Linked DNA regions of Columba livia: region 2 is linked to region 1. The links are chromatin contacts, called in public Hi-C maps. All regions are on one chromosome and are shown on one strand. The core of a region is the stretch at or near the end of the contact, and the rest is flanking DNA. Distances in the headings are between cores, read along the strand shown.

Evidence for each region. Hi-C and Micro-C count contacts between places; a contact is called where the count stands out from the background.
Region 2: a Hi-C map of crop shows a contact between it and region 1, with 2.2 times the contacts expected there. The contact joins the promoter of BNIP1 here to the promoter of NEURL1B in region 1. A contact is called at or near these places in 2 of 2 Hi-C or Micro-C datasets (crop and liver).

The regions. Positions count from the first base shown.
Region 1 is chr14:2,646,354-2,652,877 of bColLiv1.pat.W.v2, forward strand. It overlaps NEURL1B (neuralized E3 ubiquitin protein ligase 1B), which reads right to left and starts at 3,736. Exons shown (of 5, transcript XM_005509458.3): 1 at 3,597-3,736. The coding sequence starts at 3,639.
Region 2 is chr14:2,802,818-2,809,341 of bColLiv1.pat.W.v2, forward strand. It overlaps BNIP1 (BCL2 interacting protein 1), which reads left to right and starts at 2,642. Exons shown (of 6, transcript XM_021297213.2): 1 at 2,642-2,781; 2 at 2,871-2,963; 3 at 3,113-3,204; 4 at 3,990-4,091; 5 at 4,810-4,928. The coding sequence starts at 2,701. CREBRF (CREB3 regulatory factor) reads left to right here. Exons shown (of 10, transcript XM_065029526.1): 10 at 1-1,282.

The DNA.
Region 1 (6,524 bases), core at 2,486-4,985:
TGCCTGTCCATTGCAAACTCTTCCAGAAGCTGAAACAGACCCTGGGATTTCCAGCCATCCTGTACACATCTCAGCCAAGTTCTCAACCAAAACCTCTTGTTCAGGCATTCGCCCAAAGCCACATCCACCTGAAACCGTCCCAGGCAAGCGTCACCTCTTTGTGATGCCAAGGAAGGCACCTGCGCCCTGAGTGGAAAAATTAAACATTCACTCAGATCTAACACGTGCTCACACTACGAACTGTGACATGTACAGCAGCCTCTGCCTCGTACCAGATCTCTAAGGGCAAGGAGCTCGCCTTCCATCTTCTGTGGGGGCATATGGACATGTGGATATTCAAGGAATAAGAATTCACTCTCAGCTGTGTCCTCCTCCAAGATTTGCTCTCCTGGGGACCAGCTGCTCCATGGTTATTTGCTTTCTTTTGACCAGGCTCAATCCCTTAAGCAATCCACTTCACAGTGTCCTTTTTCTGGCATTTACTCATGTTTTTTTCTTTTCCTGGTACAGTTATAGAGTAACAGTACTGACTTTTTAACCCCGGGTGACAGATGCCCATCCCCAGAGCCTTATTGCCCACCTGGGTCTCTCCTGGCCAGGACCAGGGCACCTGGGACAGCCACATCCCACACAGTCACCTCACTGCCGCACTTGAACCCAAGCCCCAGTTCTGCTGCTCTGGATAACAGACATACAAAGCAATATTTCTAAGTGGACTCTCGTACCTCAGTGATAGCTCCAGCTTTTAGGGATTTACTGTTTTTTGTTTGTTTGTTTGTTTAATTATTATTTATTTTTTAATTCCACATGCTCATTTTCTGCCCAATCGCTGGTACTCCAGACGTAACTAAGAGGAAAAAAAGCTCTTGCTACCCTGCCTCAGCAGAACCAGAAAATCACAGCACTGGGTGAAAAATCAAGTAGTTAAATGATTACCCAATATTGTTTGAGTTTTATGGATACCCTGGGACCAATGTGGGCTTTGGCCCTGAAATAAGATTACTTTACTCAAGTCACTTCAGTGAAGGCTACAGAGGAGCAAAGTTTCTAGCCACAGCAGTAACACACTTACTCTTAGAGAGATTATATATTCCTTTTCTCATCCCTGAGAGATTAGCCCTTCCAGTGGGGATTATTTTACATCCAAAGTACAGCAAATCAGGTAGGACTCCAAGTCCTATTGTGGCTGGAGAACTCCCAAGCTGTTGGCCAGAGCACATGGTCTCTGCACAGCTTCGGTGCAGACTGAGAATGATGCCAGCAGCACAGGATCCCAGCAAAAGGGGTGCTCAGCAGCTTGGATTCGTTCACATTTGGTAAACACTGAAATCTGCCCATCCCGAACAGAGCTCAGGCTGCAGAGGCTGCAGCAGCAGCTCCATGGAAGCTCCATCAGAGAAGGTGGGTGGCTTGAGCATGGGAAGGGGGCACAGCAGATACTTCAGCAATGGGAAAGGTACATAAATCAGCTTGAGGTTTTGGAACTGGGACACAGGTGGGGCTATTGGCTTTGTGAAGTGATTTCTCTGATTTCTGATGACTGTACTGTGCAAATGAAGAGACCACTTCGCATTGAGAGCAGGCTGAAATTTATATATATTCTTTCTCAGTCCTTGACAATTAATTCCACCTTGGTTAAAATCCTTGTAGCCAATACTGGAACTACCACCAAGTGCATTTGTTTACCTTATCTATTAAGCAAACACGAGTGCAGCAGTAACCATTGCTATAATGTATTATCAAGGTCTGACTTGCCTGATAGCGCACTAACTTCTAAAATGTTGTCTTGGGTACTGTTTTGCAGAAAACTGCCTTTATAACCAAAGACTTGATGTTTGGATTTCAAAACAAAACCCAACACCAAGGATCACAGTTATTCGTCAGTTAAAAATACTCTTCCGTTACACAGCAAACATACAAATCTGGTGGTGACTGGCTGCCCCAAAACCAAACACAGTATTAGCAGACTCCAGGAGAAAGAAATACAAGAAACATGAGAACCCACTACAGCAGAGTATTTCCTGCACCCAAAGCATTCATTTATTAGTAATACGATCAGCCCTTAACCCACAGGAGCTAACAACACCTTGCAGAACAGCTGAGACCCTCCCTTAAGGTACATACTCTCCTGAACTCACTATTGCCCCACACACCTGAGAGCAATAGCCAGTAGGAAACAAGGCTTAAAAGTTCTGCCTGCAATTACTAATTTCCTGAAATGAGAAGTACTTACTGCAGATTTAGACGCCCAAGTCCTACTCTGCATTGCCCTGCATCCCTTGTTGTGCAGTAGGTAGCACGCAGCATCAGCGTGAACCTGCTCGACAGCTGGATTTCTGCAAACACATTTGCCCTTCAGAAGAGAGGTGGGCAACGCAAACTCATGCTCCAAACGCTCCCAGCCCAGCCCCAGAGAGACCTTTCCCTCACCTCTGTGCCCCACACACTTGTACGGAGGTTCAGCCACCAGCACCCAGGAGTGCACCCTCACAGGTCACCCTGCTGCACATCACAGCACTGAATTTACACATTAAATAAACGACAGTACTCCAGTAGCAAAATATTTTGGGTTTCCCCAAAGGAAGAGAAAACAAAACTAAGTACTTAAAATATTTTGAAAGAAGTAATTAAATCAGAACAATGCCTGAAAAATTGATCAAATTTCTAACATTGCCATTAAGAATCAGGCGTGAAGAATGACAATGTTTTGTTTCAAAATGAAACTGTAGCAGGTCACACACATCTGGAAAACAATATGCAGATCCTAAAGGCCAGGAGCCAAGGGGAGATTAACGAGGAACAAGTTCAGTCTTGTTGAAACTCACTACTGTATAGCAATACTGGTAACAATGATGATGCTTCACTTTTAGTTTAGATGTTACCCAAGACTTTTCTTATTCCCAGCCAGGATTATTTCCATTCTGGAGTGCTGGCACCTTGTACCGGTTGGCTGCGTTCAGTTATCAGCTCCCTTCAAATCCAGCCAACCAGGCTGCCGACTGTTGGCCTCTTTGGACATTCACAAGACGCATAAAAGGCAACAAGAACCTGACACCGGCTGCAGGGCCAGCACAAACCCGTTTGTTTTCCCAGGTCTGTTTTCCTGGCCTGCGAGCTGGGATTGGCAGACAATTTTGGAACGAAGGACTTTGAATTACAGCAGGTGGATTTGGCAGCACTGCTGCTCGGGCAGCGACTGCAAAGGATGAAAGTGCATTGATCGCCACCGTTCTTGCTGGGGGTAGAGAAAGGAAACAAACCGCACACGCTGCGCTCTCTGGAGCTCGGTAACGAGCAGGAACTCAGACCACTGCATACACATTCTTTCTGCGGCACGACCGTAGCTCAGCGGGTCCAAGCACAAGCACTTTGTCTGTCAACACGCGTGTCACCGATGCCACCGCCACATCCTCCCCACCCTGCGGGACAACGCGGGGCGGCCCCTTTGTGGGTTATTTGGTTTTGTCAAGCCCACAGCACAGCTATGCGCTCCCCGCATGCGGCAGCTCCAGCGCGGAGCGAAAGGCCGGACCGGTCCCGTCCCGGCTCCGTCCCATTCCGTCCCGGGGAGCAGGGACGCTCGGCCCCGCACTTACCGATGCTGGCGGCGCTGCGCAGGACGGACTCAGCGTTCCCCATGGCCGGGCGGAGCGGAGCGGGACGGCGGGAAGCGGACGGCAAGAGACCAGGAGGTGACCGGGCAGCCCCGCGCTCCCGTCGATTCGAAGCTGCCGCCCGTCCCGCCCAGCACCGCCACCGCCAACCGCCGGGCGCGGGCGGGGCCGCAGGGGCGGAGCGGAGCGGAGCTGCTCGGCTGGGCTGGGCTGGGCTGGGCTGGGCTGGGCTGGGCTGGGCTGGGCTCATCAGGGTCCCCGGCTCCTCTCCGGCAGGAGGGGCGGTGTCTGCACCCCCGGCCGCCTGCACTGGAGAGGTGTCCGCGTGGGTGTCAGCCCGCACCAAAGCACCGACCTCAGCTGTAAAGGGAGGTGCCTGCAGCCATGTCATCCCGCAAAGGGATGTTTCGCACCCATGGCAACCGACAAAGGGAGGTACTTCACCCGTGCACTCTCGTCAGTCGGTAAAACCTAGGTGTCTGTGGTCATGCTCCCCTGCCAGCCTATAAAGGCGGTTCTTTTAACATGTGTACTCGCACCAATCCATACAGACCGGTTGTCTGTGCCCCCACCAGCCCAATAGCGGTCTCACATGCCTTGACATTTTCAATGAACGGGCTACAGACATGAGGCTTCTCCATGGTCCCTGCACAATGCTGATAAAAGTAACATACTAGAAATGCTTCCTTTCCTAAAAAGACTTTAAAAAAAATTTAAAAGACAGCACTAGTGCAGACTAGTGGTCCACAGCAGTAATCTTCACTAGTGTGCAGCTGTGTGCTGATACACAGCTGCTTCTAGGAAAGGGCCAAGAGCAGGGAAACGCCTCTATCACATCACAGGGTGAAGATTTCTTCCCCATCTCAGAAAGTGTGTGGTCCTCTGGTGCCACAAGCTGGGAGATTTATAGTAGAGATGAGTCCCACTGCCCCTGAGGCACTGTGTTCCCCATTATTTCATTTGCTCTTATCCTTTGCAGAGGACTGGTGTGGATTTCAGAGGAATTTAATGAGCAAAACAGAAGGCTTAAGGTTCCTGAGTCTTTCTACTGTCACAGCAGCCCTGGGAATAACAGAGAGAATGAAGGAAAATGACAGTAGGGAGGCCACCGTTTATCCCAGTGCCGATTTCATCTTCCACAGCTGCATCCAGAACATCATCACTGGGTGCTAGCAGCTTCAAATTGTTTAGATGCAGATTAAGACACATCCTGCCCTCAAAACCACAGACAAAATAATGGGAACACGATGCGCAGACAAGCATGTTGCTGCTTTGAGCCTGGGAACGAGCTGAGTCCAGGAGAACAGCAGCAGTGATGCCTTTGCAGGGGCTCTGCTGCCTTCCCTGCTCCATGCCAGTACATCTTATCAGACACCACGGTTATGTGTGGAGAGCCCTGCTGAGGAAGGGATGTCTTCCTTGAGTGTGAGCAGCAGAGTGAGTGTGCCATGCAGAGACTCCTTATCTGGCTGCTAATGCACTTTTTATCTTCTCCGTTAGGTGAGAGCAACACGGCAGGGGCTCTGGTACTCGAGCAACCTTCCGAGCCGACAGTGCTCTCCTCACACGTGGCAGTTTTTAGTCACCTCGTCACCAGGTTTAGGATCATTAGCGTGGCTTGGTTTTCTAATAATAACCCTCGTACCAACAATAATAACAGCCGCACAATCCAGAAGAACTGCTGAGTGTTCACAGTAGTTCCTGAGCAAGTTGGGACTGGTGGCAGGACGCGAGCTGCAGCCCTGAGTAACACCAGCCGTTACAACAGAAGGGCATTGATTTCTCAGACTTTCTCAAAGCAAAAGGGAGGAGGTGTCTTGCTCTGTTTATTCCCAGAAAACACTTAGACACACTCTCATTCCTGAGGAGGGCGAGTAGCATACAGAGCAGCTTTCCCAGCCCTCTAATAACAGGGAAGTTGCTTCCACCTAAGCAGGTGCGATGGGAACCTGCCTGCAGAGGCAGCATGTGCAGAATCACCCACTGCCCGGTGATGACCCCGGTGCCAAGGAGAGCAGCCTCAGAGCTGGGCGGCTGGCACACTCAGCACACAGCACTACTCAACCATCTCATTTTGGGCGGCTGGGCCAGGAACACAGTCCCTGCTGTCCTGGCAAACATTTCCCAAGTGATAAGAGCAGCCTCTTTTTATCTACATTTTCTCCCACCCCTGTTCTAGCCACTGCCAGGTTGTCCCCAGGAGAAGGAGAAACCATAAGCAGGTTACACTGTGTCACTCAGCCAGACAGAGGAGGCTGGAGGGACCCTGACAGCTCTGCTCCAAGGGGTAGAGATACAAACCCCAAGAGGAGGATGCAGGAGGGGTGTGTGGCTCTTTCCCATTCAGCCCCCTGCCGATCTACACCCAGCCCCTGGGACGGGCTCTCGGGAGGTGTTGCTTCATCTGCTGGTCACGGCACAGAGCTGAGGTTCAGATGACCTTCTGACAGAGGTTGTCTGTTTGCTTGGAAGAGCTGTTGTCAAATCACTTCAACCTCTCCATGCAGCTTCACTCCATAGGGGAGGGATAACGCTGCTCAGGGAGGTTGTGTGGTTGGTGTTTAAAACTGGCCTGTAACGTTCAACAGTGTCTTGAACAGACAAAGGGCTAGCCAGCATCACATTGCCCAAAATAGCCCCTGCATAATCCTCTATTCTTCCTGTGTCAATGTCATGCTTTGGATGAAAGCCTGATTAGGCTACATTTTCATAACATTTTTGCAGAGTTGCAATATCATAAAGAGCACAGATTTCCAAGAAGATTTGGAGCCAAAATTTATTCATCCTGACCTGAAGAAAGGCTTTTTTATTCTTCAGTGCTTAATCAAGCTCCTTATTCTCCTGTTGCCAAGAAGCAGCCTGGCTAGCAGTGACCATGGTAATGATTTTTTAAAACATGAACATCTGTCT
Region 2 (6,524 bases), core at 1,392-3,891, 160 kb after region 1:
TTGGCCTTGCGACCTGGATTTCAAGCGTACACCTAATCATGGGTTTATTTTCTCTCTGAGTCGGAGGCTTCAGTTGGAATCATCTGGTCGAGTGTGCTGCTGGGTGTGCTCTTGGCTCCTCCAGTCTCTTTACCCAGGGATCGTGTGAAGTACATTTCAAACAGTTACAGCTGCCGTGGCCGATTCTTCTTGTAACTGTATTAAGGGCATTAGTCTGTTGAGAAAACACCACTCTTGAGTATCTCCCAATACCAATTGGGATTCTTAAATGTCATTAACGAAAAATGGCACTTCTAGGTTATATACTCTTTGCAGCATACAAAAACCTCTCTATCTTGCTACAGTTTCCATTTCACAATATGCCATGTTTTTCCCCTCAATGCTTCTAGCATGACAAGATGTGTGTGCACTGAATTATCATCCTCAGCCTCTTAGACACTCATGAACTTCCACAAGAGCAAATAATGACTATGCATTTATTGTCTTTCTAATGAGCTGTGGAGCTAAAAGCAGAGCCAGAGCTATTTTAAGCCACGCTTTTTCCCCACCCCCCCCATTTAAAAATTAAAAACTCCAGATTTTTTAGATGACATCAGTGTTGAGAGTGTTTCTTAAGAATATTTTGTAGTCGTGCATCTCTTAAGTCAAATTTGGGTGAGAACTGGCTAAGGAAAACTTCTGGCTCAGATTTGGTAGTGTCAAAAGCACACTCCACCCTGTCAATATCTTCTGATTGAGAAACGGATCTAGTAGTTGCACTTAATTTTATTAATCTTTCTTATGGATATTCTTACATTCTGATTTGGATCATCTCCCAGAATATTATGTGAAATCCAACTGAATGCTCGGTACTTGTGGTTGAGTGAACTCTTAAGGCTGACGGCACATGCGGGTGTAGGTGGTGGAGAACGTGTTTTCAAAAGGCATTTTAAACCAAACATGGCATCGCGTGCTGCCCGCGCTCGGGGTCACCATCGTAATGCTGTCCTGGATACTCTGTAATCAACTTCCAACTGGAGCTCAGAAAAACTCACTGAAAGTCTCGTCTCTGTTAGAAAATGTACCTTGTTACAAGCATGATGTGTTAAGAGTTGCGATGTTTAATGTTGGTTAATAGTTGTGCAGTTTTTATTTTTTTCAAAAAGAGGCACAATTAAACTATTGACTTTGTTTACTCTGTCACCCTTGATCTCTAGCACTTCTGTCCAGATACAAATTCATCAATGTATGCAACATCCTTTGTAATTTAAAATAAAAATTGTGGAGGAAATACCGTCTCTAATCCTTGTATGTGTGGAGTGATGGAGAACGGCGAGTGTTCCCTGCAAGTAAATGCCCTCGATCTCCTGGTATCGCTGGCAAGCGGCCTCTGGAAGGGCTCAGAGGTCGCTGAGGGGAGAACTTGCTCCCAGTTTGCATGGAGAACCTGGGCTGTGACCCACCAGGTGCTTCGCCTTTGTGCGGTGGCCATGGAAATGGGCTCCAGCACCCGCTGGCTTTGTCCAGCCGGGGTTGGTGTGAGCGGGAGGACACGGCACCAGCTCCTGGGGAAGCCCAAGGGCCGTGGTGTGGCCTCGCAGGTTGGGAAGGTCCCTCCGGTCCCTCCCGCTGTCCCCCAGCCCCTCGCACTGACACATCCTCCAGCTGCTGGGGGTCAATGGCCCCGTCGCCCAGGCCTGTCCCCCCAGAACCCTCGGCAGGTCTGTTGGGTATGAGACCGTGAGGACCCATTGAAGGAGGAATGTTGTTTGTACAAAGCTAGGAACCTAGCGCGGGGAAGGACCGAGAGACACCAGGCTGTGAATCCTTAATGTAAAACAAAGTCTCTTCAAACTAACCCCGGAATGCAAACTGATTCCTGTATTTTAAAAGTTAATCTAGGGGGAAGGGTAGCCAAAGAGCCAGGAATCTGTATCGTAAATATATCAGTAAGGGGAGTGGGTTGTTAGAATTGGATGAATGAGACAGGTAAACTGAGGCAGGGTCGGGTGGTCTGTAAACCCTGCAGAACCAGCCGATGGGGAGCAGGGGAGGGAATCTGCACCGGGATTGGGGTGGTACAAGCAGGGGCTTTTTCACAGAATCCCAGAATGTCAGGGGTTGGCAGGGCCCTGGAAAGCTCACCCAGTGCAATCCCCCCATGGAGCAGGAACACCCAGATGAGGTTACACAGGAAGGTGTCCAGGCGGGTTGGAATGTCTGCACAGAAGGAGACTCCACAACCCCCCTGGGCAGCCTGGGCCAGGCTCTGGCACCCTCACTGGGAACAAGTTTCTTCTCAAATTTAAGTGGAAACTCCTGTGTTCCAGTTTGTATCTATTGCCCCTTATCATTGATTGTCAATTTTTGCCCTATTCCATGCGCCCACCTTTAGGCAGAACACCTGGTCTTGCAAAATGGTTAATAAAATCTGCTTTGCTGAGAGATCCTGCCTGGGCTTATTCTATTGCCAAGATGACCGTTTTCTACAAAACTGCGGCTGCTGAGGCCCTGATGTTGTCATCGCTTCTCGCGGGTGTCACGGCGGGTGTCACCGCCGAGGAGCAGCCGGTTGCCGCCCCGGGCCCCTCAGCGCCCCCGGCCCCTCAGCGCCACCGGCCCCTCAGCGCCCCGGGCCCCGCGGCGGCGGCTGCGGCCCGTGCGCTCCCGGAGCCCGCAGGGGGCGCCCGCGAGCCGGAACGCGCCCTCTCCCCCGCCAAGATGGCGGCGGCCGCCGTGCCCGTTCGGGTCTGCAACCAGGAGATCGTCCGCTTCGACCTGGAGATCAAGGCGGCCGTGCAGGTACCACCGCGGCGGGACTCCCCCCCTCCCCCTGCCAGGGCTGCGGGGCGTGGAGCTCCGGCCGCGCTCACCGGGCCGTTGTGTTCCAGGACATCCGGGACTGCCCGGGGCCGCTCAGCGCCCTCACCGAGCTCAACGCCGCCGTGAAGGAGAAATTCCGCCACCTCCGCGGCCGCATCCAGGTGAGGGGCCCGGCCGGGGGCGGCGGGGAGGCCGCGGGGTCCCGCTGAGCGGGTCGATCCGCCGTGAATTCGGCGCGGGCTGCGGGTTGCAGGTGGCAGCAGGTGTTGATCAGGTTTTATCAGGTTTCCGTGTTTCTCTTGCCGTCCAGGAGCTCGAACAGATGGCGAAGGAGCAAGATAAAGAGTCGGAGAAACAGGCGTTACTGCGGGAAGTGGAAAATCACAAGAAACAAATGCTCAGGTGGGCCGGGCAGCGGGTCCCTGTGAGCAGAGATCCCGAACTGCCGCACAGCGGTTGCAGGTTTGGAAATGCTGTTGCTGACATGATGCTGCTTTGCTCAACACCAAGAGTGGATCAGGATGGAAAGGGCAGGAGTCCTTTCTTCTTTGCTCTCCTGTTCTGTCTCCGTAGCTGTGGTCTGACGCTTTGAGCCGCTGATCATGTAAGGAGGTGACTTGAGGGTGACATTTGGCAGCTGGCACAGTATTCTGCTCCCCTCGCTCTGTAAATGATACACCTACAAGAAGAAATGACAGGACAGCATATTGTTGTTTTGTTGTATAATAAGGTGGCTGAGGAGAGACCTCATTACTCTCTACAACTGCCTGAAAGAAGGTTGGAGCATGGAGGGGGTTGGTCTCGTCTCCCAAGTAGCAAGTGAGAAGACAAGGGGAAACGGCCTCAAGTTGCACCAGGGGAGGTTTAGATTGGATATCAGGAAAAGATTCTTCCCAGAAAGGGCTGTGGGGCATTGGAACAGGCTGCCCAGGGCAGTGCTGGAGTCACCATCCCTGGAGGGGTTTAAAAGGCGTTTAGATGAGGCTCTCAGGGCCATGGGTTAGTGCTGCAGTGAGGTTATGGTTGGACTCGATGATCCTGAGGGTCTTTTCCAACCGAAATGATTCTATATGAAGTCCATGCACATGTCTGGGGTGCTCAGTTACAGTGGTGTTTGCTTTGTGGAAATTGTTTTAACTTGCAAGGTGTTGCCATCGTCCTACAACATTGTGCTCTTGTGCTTTCAGCAATCAGGCCGCTTGGAGAAAGGCAAATCTGGCTTGTAAAATTGCTATCGACAACTCTGAGAAAGATCAGCTGCTGCAGGGAAGAGACTCCTTCAGGCAAAGGTATTGGACCATCACACTGCATGAGCTGAGATTTAAACACAATACTGTATTCACTAGCTTTAAATGGAAGTGACATAATGTTTTTAAGTTATTTAATTGTATCTGGAGCTTAATTGTGTCTTGTAGCTTTTCTTTTGTGAGTGCCTGTATCTTTTGTGGAGATTTAAAGTGTTAAGGATTGTGTTAATTTCAGGTTTTCTTGGCATTGTCACGTCCAAGTGGAAAAGGGGATAAGATAGGCTTCATAGTTTTACAGTATATTTCTTACATTAATTCTTGTCAGCGTCATAAACAGGTAATTGATCATTATATAAGCTCGTTTTATGTGCAAAACTGGATGTAAGCTTGTGTAATTTCTGTATTGAAAAACTGGCCTGTTTAGTATTGTCACGCAACAAATGGGATACCCAAGGTAGTTTGTATCAGTGCTTCCATGCCAGCCCGTGAAATTGTACAGTCGTGGGTGAATAACAGGGGCCCACATCTGAGCCGCCGGCAGTTGGTTTGCCTCATGACTTTAATATTTTGTGATTTCTTTTAATAGCTTAGTGAAGGTAACCTGAATTTCTCATGCAGTAAAAACTGGTTGTGTGTTTTGTATAGTGGCAGAGGTGTTTGGGGCCAAGCTCTGATCTAAGCTCCCTGCCAGCAGCATTTTCCCTGCCGTACCCAGAGCTGTGATTTTATCCCTTCCTGCTTTATTGTTTCCCTATATCAGGAAGAGCACAAAGGAAAGTCTGGCAGAGAGTGCAAGTAACATCACGGAGAGTCTGATGAGCATCAGCAGGATGATGTCACAGCAAGTCCAGCAGAGTGAGGAGACGGTGCAGACCTTAGGTACACATGGTTTGGGGTGTTTGGGTGTGGACTGGATGACTGAAGCACTTTTCACCAGTTCTTTTTGGTTGTGGAGAGGCAAACCGACGCGGTGTTTAGCGTGGTGGAAACCTGCTTTGCCCTTACCACGATGATAATCAAAGGACCGTCCAGCAGCACGCCTCTCACAGTTTGGCATAAACTGAAAATAATAACGTATGTTTTGTGGAATTGTTTGCTGGAGTTTCTGTTTCATGATTACGAATAAACAAGGAGAAGGGCGCAGGCTGCAGAGCTCTTGTTCTAGTTTTTTATGAGAGCAATCGTAAAAGCAGCGTGAGTTCACGCAGTGCTGGAAGCACGTTTGGTGTCGCTCTGCGCTGCTGGCCTGGCGTCCGTGTGGAAACAGAGAAAATAAAAGTCGGTACAAGTCTGTACACAGAGGAAAGTTAGTGCAGCCGGAGGGCTCCTTTCACCCCATCTCCAGCTGGGATGACTGGGAGACGAGGAGATCAAGTGACATGAACCCGAGGTCACTTGCTCTGTCAGCAGCGCATCAGGGACTGTGAAACCAAGATTTCACCCGCTTCTTTGGCTTCGGCTCCTAAGACAATAAATCAAGCGACCTGTCAGAACTGGTGATTCATGAAGCATTTAGAAGTTGGATCTGTGTTGCCTGGGCCTCTTACTGGCCGTGCTTTTGGGCAGGAGGGAGAACAGTTCTAAAGATGAAGATAAATAACGCAACTTTTGCCCTCCTTGTTTTCTGCCCCCGTCGGAGGATGGCAGCTGGGCACGCTTTGTTCATGCACAAGTAGCATGTTTCTTCTCCCTTTAAAAAGACAGTTTGGCAGACACTTTGTCACCCTGTTTCTGACTGAACAGCACTTGGAGTTCGTCAAGGGAAAAACTACCAAAGGTCATTTGCAAAACCCAGCTGCAAATTCAGCATCAGTAGTTAACATTTCCCTTTTTTTCTGAGCAAGTCCTTCCTTAGTATGCAGTGAATATATGTGGCTGTGAGGCAGGGAAGCTCTGCTCTGCCATTAATGATGGGAAACAAGTTTTATGTTTTCACTCTAAGATGGGACATAATGGTTTGCAAAATATTACAGACTCCTGCTGCGCTTGCTTTTGTCAACCAGACAATATACTTGGAGTTTGAACTTTGTTTAATCAATCAGTTCAGTGTAGAGGGATATACCAGCATTCACTGTTGTACAGGGTGTGCATTCCGTAATACAAGAAAAAGGGGACTCCTGGACTTTTGCTTTCATTTGGGAGTGTGAAGGGAGGAATGCCGAGGAGCTCGGGGGGTGAGTTTGTTCTCACAGGGAAAGAGAAGTTGAAAGGGACTGATGTTCCATCTTGCTGGTTTGGCACATTCTCGGATTCTGTCTTTATTTGAGACCAATGAACACACTTTTCCTCTAGTTGATTTTCTCTTTTTCATTAGGGGAAAAATGTACATGTTTATAAAAAATTAACCAAAATACCTGTTTAAATTGTTTGAGCTGGATAATTAAGGATGTCTTACTGCTGCGTGCTACTTTTTCACTTTGTGCAACTCCATCTGAATCTCACTGACTTACTGCTCTGGCCTGGGGGAGTTTCAGC